2 separate regions of the Mus musculus genome follow, and region 2 is linked to region 1. A link is a contact called in public promoter capture Hi-C data. All regions are on one chromosome and are shown on one strand. Each heading gives the region's core, a stretch centred on a gene start, on an enhancer-like site or on the middle of the called end of the contact. The rest is flanking DNA. Distances are from core to core; before and after follow the strand shown. Region 1 overlaps Rbpms (RNA binding protein gene with multiple splicing). Region 2 overlaps Gm40487 (a long non-coding RNA gene).

What was found. Capture Hi-C pulls out chosen DNA fragments and counts their contacts.
Region 2: a promoter capture Hi-C map of adipose tissue shows a contact between it and region 1. The contact joins two enhancer-like sites. A contact is called at or near these places in 2 of 115 datasets of contacts at active chromatin or transcription factors (DN3 thymocytes and fetal liver) and 1 of 9 other capture datasets (adipose tissue).

Annotation. Positions count from the first base shown.
Region 1 is chr8:33,884,280-33,887,543 of GRCm38.p6, forward strand. The region is part of intron 1 of Rbpms (RNA binding protein gene with multiple splicing); the gene reads right to left. Among named protein-coding and RNA genes, the nearest start is that of Gm51528, 38 kb to the right of the region's middle. Within about 2 kb of position 1,557, at least 64 of the 459 cell types and tissues checked have an H3K27ac peak or open chromatin away from gene starts, as enhancers often do. A contact at or near this core is called in adipose tissue, where this site is marked.
Region 2 is chr8:34,046,190-34,049,453 of GRCm38.p6, forward strand. The region is part of intron 1 of Gm40487 (a long non-coding RNA gene); the gene reads left to right. Among named protein-coding and RNA genes, the nearest start is that of Gm40487, 2.6 kb to the left of the region's middle. Within about 2 kb of position 1,817, at least 20 of the 459 cell types and tissues checked have an H3K27ac peak or open chromatin away from gene starts, as enhancers often do. A contact at or near this core is called in adipose tissue, where this site is marked.

The DNA.
Region 1 (3,264 bases), core at 307-2,806:
CGATGGCTCAATTGGCAATATATCTGATCTGTAACCCTGAGTTTGGTCCCTAAGCATTCCCATAAAAGCCCGGCAGGGTAACAGCACCTGTAAGCCTAGTGCTGCGGAATGACTTATAATCCACATTATTTCAGTTTTCTGCTGCCGTGCCCAAGGTCAACCATATATACATATGCACACCGCTTTAGAATACTATAACTGTCATCTCAACACTTAGTCCATAGTGTGTGACAAATGAAAACTAATCAACTTGTATTAAACCTTAATAAAATAGAGGACTTGTAATATGGCTTCAGTAGATAAGGGTGCTTGCTACCAAGTTCCACCACCTGAGTGTAAACCTTGAGACCCGCATGATAAAAGAACAGACTTCTGACCTCCACATAAACATCTTCAATTCTTGATCTTGCTTCCATTTTCTTGAGAAGATTTGTATATCCAGAAGCAAGACAACAGGGTCACAACGTAATCGTTTCTGGGTTTTTCTGTTTTTCTTTTTGAAGCAGGGACATAACCTTTTTCCTTACAGTCCCATCAACAGCACATAAAAGTTCCTGAGGTTTTATTAACATTCCAACGCTTCCTTAAGAAAATCAATGAGCATAGTTGCTAGTGTTTGACATTCATAATGATCAAGCAACCTCAGAGGACCTGGGGGTACAAATGGGAGGTGTGAGAAGCCAACAAAATAGAGTTTAAATTTCTCCCAGCCTCTGTGGCCACGAAAAGTGCGGATAGATCCCAAACCTGGCATAGCTGGGGGGGGGGGGGGAGCACAAGTTCGGGAAGACAGGCTGTGGACAACAGATTATTCATGTCACAAGAGTTTACACATAACAGGTGTAGAAGTGCTGGGACGTTCCTTGCCCATTAATGGAAATGCGCCAGAGACTAAAGTCAAGAAGACAGATAAGGTGGTATCTTCGGTGATTCACACACACCCCTCCCTGCTGCTCCCTTTCTTTGTTTCATTTTCCTCCTCTTAACTCTGAAAGATAAACCCTCCAGAAAATTAAGAAAAAAAAATGTCCTGAAAGTTTTAGTGTCGTCAGCATTTCTCGCTCATGAGGTAAGTCTCTTAATACTAAAAGTTAGTTTGATAATCTGGTTCCTCTTGACAACATACTTTTACAGGATCTGGTAGAACGGGCACATAAAGAGGCCACAGATGTGTCCCGGGCTTACGTATACCACATTCTCTCTGCTCCTGCGGGCAATATTAAGCTACGGAATGAAAGACACATCTGGCTTTCTTGCTAGTAAGACCAGAAAGGTAGAGAGTAGCTCTGAGCCTCACTCTGGGGTTCATTTCCTCGGCTACCTCTCACTCATCCCGGGCATTTCCAGAGCGTGGGTCTGTCTGTGGCGCTTCATCCTGTTTCTGTAAATCCGCAGCCTTTCCCATTACATCCCCACCCCGAGTCAGATGGAAGGCTTTCCTGTTTGGCCACAGTGTGGTCTGTCCTCCCGGGACCCTCTTCTCAGCCATAGTCTTTCTCTGGCCCAGGGATGCATGGTGTGGGGCCTTCAGCGGAGACCGGAAGCGGAAGCAGGGGACAGCAGCTACACTTCCGGCCATAGCCTCAGAGGCAGCCATTGCTGCATGCCCAGCCAGCACCACCACACATGATGCTAAAGTGCCTGTACCGGCTCTAACTTCTCCCGCGGGTTAGCAGAGAGCCACAGGCACAGGTGGCTGTGTCTGCACGAGCAGGGCAGGTCTCCATGTGGGCACCATGCTGCCTGTCACTAACTTCACTCCACAGACAGGAAAGTCCAGTGCTCATATTCCTTAAACGCACTTGAGCACATTTCTCTGGACAAGTTCCTTACAGACCCGAGGTGCTGGCATTTGGAGCTACTAGTGCCTCCCTTAGCCCCTGGAATAGTGACTACCATCAACTTCCTGGCTCTACTTAAGTGTGTTTTCCTGGACTACACAGGAAGGATATGAGAGAAAAATGCACATATGCTGTACGTATCTGATAAAGGTTATGGGGAACATCGTAAAATTTGGAAAGAAAATAGAACAAAACAAGCATTTGGCTCGTACCTTCACTGGCCATATTATTTTTAGAAACATGTTTGTTTTCTGGTCTTTTTACCAAAAGCCAGGAGACAATTTGTCAGCAAGAAAAGGGAAAGACAAGAATGAATAATGATAAATAGCTAAAATTATACTCTAAGACAAAATTGTGTAACAGATAAATCAACTCCTATGTTTAAAAAAAAAAAGTTCTTGAGAGAAAAAGGAAAAAAAAAAGGACTGAAACAGCTGAATACAAAACTCATCTTAAGTTTGTTTTTCTGAATGTCAGCCTGATAAAATCAATTTTAATGTTTCAACCTATAATCCGGACAACTCCAGGTCAAATTGCTACACATACCATGGCAAGGGAGTACAAACATTTACAGGCTCATTATTCATTCTGTTAATTTTATGACGCACCCATATGCATGGGCCTCTGTTGGGAAAAAAAAAACAAAGCCAGTTCTATGAATTCAACATAGTGAATTATAAAAGAAAACACAAGCAAACTATGTGGAAGCCTGCCACAGCATCAGTAAGCTATGCCCCCCACAAACCCCCAGCCTCAAACAAGCACTGAAACAGGACATGGCTGAGAGCACTAATGTGGACTTTCGTGTTAAAGAACCACAGTGGGTACCAACTTGCCCTATTTAAAAGAACTGGATGTGTTGGGGTGTGGGGGTCCATCTTAGGGAAACTGGAACCCCAATGAAGAAGAGTAATCAGGTTAATAAAGGATCTGAAAACTACGACACAGAAATTGTTGGGGGACCAGTGACGTGACTATTGCCAGGTAAAGGTGCTTGCCGCCAAGTCTGATGGACAGCCTGAGTCTGATCCCTGAAACCACGTGTCCGAAAAGAAAGCACAACTCCTACAAGATTCACATATATAAGGTGTCACCTAGAGGGGACTAACACTAGCTTATCGACTCCCAAGGCCAGATGGACGGGACATGTCTTCTTTGGAAGTATTTCAAGACCCTTTTATTTTCTTTCCGTTTATCCTAGTAGAGATTATAAATTGCTTGAGGCCAGTGATGTTGTCCTTCCCCTAAACCAAGAAAACCTTTAGTTTTAGCTAATAGGTATATAGACTTCTACAAACTCACCAACAAAAGGAAAAACACCAAGAAAAAAAAAGGAGAATTAAACAACAAATATGAGCTAATTAGGACTTTTAGAAATAGAGCAGATACAACAACTGACTGATTTTTTTGTTCCTAGGGAGAA
Region 2 (3,264 bases), core at 567-3,066, 160 kb after region 1:
TGAGTACCTAACAAAATATGAGAGCAGAGATTTGACACTCCCCCACCATTACTGTATCAGTACCTACGTGGTCTTTCATTTCTTTCTGTTGCTTTAATGAAATTAGGGACTCCACTATCTGTACATAAACATTTACAATCGTTATATCTTTTTTTTTTTTTTTTTTTTTTTTTTTTTTTTTTTGGTTTTTCGAGACAGGGTTTCTCTGTGCAGCCCTGGCTGTCCTGGAACTCACTCTGTAGACCAGGTTGGCCTCGAACTCAGAAATCAGCCTGCCTCTGCCTCCCGAGTGCTGGGATTAAAGGCGTGCGCCACCATGCCCAGCTTTCGTTATATCTTTTTAACAAATTATTCCTTTTATTAATATGTAGCCTTCCTTTGGATTTCTTCTCGTTGCTTTTGATTTGAAGTTTAGATAGATATAAGGATAGCCACATCTGTTTGTTCAAATTCTCCATTTGCTTTGAGGTTGGTTTGCCATTCTTTGATATTAAGTCTTTAGGTATTTTTGCTGGCTATGTGTTTCTTGAAGATAGTATAGAGTCAGTTCTTGGGTTTTGATCCATTTTATTATTACTCTGTATCTTTTTAGGCCATTTACATTCAATGCTATTTGTATAAAGGGGTTTGCCATTTTCTATCTGTTAGGTGATTTTTCTGGCTGGATTATTGGTATTTCTTTTCTTGCGTTGGTTTTGAGGGTTTGCTGGGTTGCTGTGGTGAACACAGCTGTTTCTAGCTTGTGTAGTCTTCACCGAGCGTGTGCGTCATGTATTTACATGAAGGAAGCCGTCTTTCCTCTTCCTTCCTGTAAAGTGTTCTGCTTAGAACTTTCTGGAGGGCTAGCTTAGTTGCCAGCAATTATCTTACTTTATGTTTGTCCTGAAATTCCTTTATTTCTCTATGAATTTTGAAAGGTAGTCTTTCATGGTATAGCAACTATCAGCTTCATAGTTATTTACTTTTTGGAGTTTAAAATATTGCATTCTGTTTTTCCCTGGCGTTTGTGGTTGTTGAAGAACAGTCTGGGTTAATTCGGATATTTCTGCCTTTCTGTGTGAATTTCTCATGCTGCTTTCTGTATTATTTCTTTACTCTTTTTTTGACATCCTGACTGTAATGTGTCACAGAGGGTTTCTCCTGTTTACCTCTTGTGTTCAGATGCCTACTTCTTTCTGTAAACTTTTTAAAAAGTATATTCTTTTAAAGATTTTTATTTATTTTTATGTATATGAGTACACTGTAGCTGTCTTCAGACACACCAGAAAAGGGCACTGGATCCCATTACAGATGGCTGTGACCCACCATGTGGTTGCTGGGATTTGAACTCAGGACCTCTGGAAGAGCAGTCAGTGCTCTTAACCACTGAGCCATCTCTCCAGCCACTCTTTCGGTAAACTTTTTTGGTTTTTTCGAGACAGGGTTTCTCTGTGTAGCCCTGGCTGTCCTGGAACTCACTTTGTAGACCAGGCTGGCCTTGAACTCAGAAATCTGCCTGCCTCTGCCTCCTGAGTGCTGGATTAAAGGCGTGCACCACCACGCCCGGCTCCCTCTGTAAATTTTTAACTATCTATCTGTTTCATCTTATTTGTCTTATGGTCCTTCTTTTCCACCATAAATTCCTGGAAACTCTATTCATGTTTCTTAACTTTCCCCTTAAATGTGTTTGTTTGTTTGTTTGTTATGTATTATTGTCTTGACTTTCTCCTCTGGCTTCTGTAGGACCAAAGTGCTAGATAACCAAACTTCTGGTTCTGACAGGACCAGAGAGGACAGGGAGACCAGGACTCTGAACGCTGTGGCACCAGACAATTCCTTGCAACAAGGACTGCAACCCAGTGCCCTCAGAGGTCAGTGCAGGCCCCAGCCTTTGGCTCCAGTGTGCCCAGGGTCCGCTGAGAGACCGGAGCTTTGCTTTCAGTCGTATCTGAGGTCACTGTAGATTCAGGACTAGTGTTCTAGCTTCTGAGGTTCCGGTGGCAACTTCAGGCCCTGGAATCTCTATTGCTATGATTTCAGAGGTCACTGTGGGCCCATGGCTCTAAGCACAACTTCTAGACAGCAGACAGGCTTCAGCTGGTTTGAGGTTTGATATTCTGATTCCAGAAGGTTCACAGAATCCAAGGAGTGACAAAGGCTTTGACTCCACCTGGTGCTTCCTGCCCTTGGTCCTGTGGCTCATGGCAGGAAGTCATTCAGTAATTAACACTAAGTCATCCCTTCCCACAGCTGAACTTTCTCCTAATTAAAATGTATGACTGCTAGAGAAAGCTTTAAAAGTGTAGTGTGTATGCATGGTGTGTGTGTGTATAGCATGTGTAGTGTGTGTGTGTGCACAGTGTGTGTGTAGTGTGTATGTCTGTGTATGTGTAGTATGTATAGTGTGTTGTGGTGTGTAGTGTGTTGTAGTGTGTATTGTGTTGTAGTGTGTGTTGTGTCTATAGTATGTGCGGTGTATGGGTTGTATGTTTGTGTGTGTGTTGTTTGTGTAAATGTGTTTGTGTGTCTCTGTATGTAGTATGTGTTGTGTGTGTAGTGTGTTTATGTGTGTGCAGTGTGTATGTGTGTATATTATGTGTATATTGTGTGTATGTGTGCATAGTATTTGTTGTGTGTGTATGTGTCTCTGTGTGTAGTATGTTGTATGTGTGTGTTGTGTGTATGTGTGGTATGTGTCTGTATGTGTAGTGTGTGTTGTGTGTGTTGTGTGTGTGTAGTGTGTGTCTGTATAGTGTATGTGGTGTGTGTGTGTGCGGTATGTACCCCTGGAGGTCAGAAGAGGAAGTGAGAGTCCCTGTAGCTGAGGATACAGGGAACACCATGTGGTGGTTGGGAAATGAACTCAGGTGGGTCCTCTGCAAGAGCAGCAAATGCTCTTCATAGCTGAGCCATCTCCCCAGCTTCAGGATACTAGATTTAAAACCACATACCTGGCTATGGTTTGCATGTGTCCAAAATTCAGGTGTTGCAGTGTGTGATAGTAATTAGAAGTAAGTGAGGTCTTAAAAATTCTCAACCCCTCTCTCACTCCACCCTGTGTATATAAAACTTTAAGGAGTTGATTCTGTCCTTGTACCTTTTTCTGAGTCCCAGGGTTGAAGCTCAGGGATGGAGCCACCAGCTGCCTCTAGTGACCATCTCCAGCCCCCTGGAGGTAAGGTCTTCAAGCTGCATTAGGCCACAGGGGTCCTACCTTGGGACTGTTGAGAATAAAAACTAGTGCTCCCCACATGTCAAGCAAGTGCTCCACCATGGAACTGGATC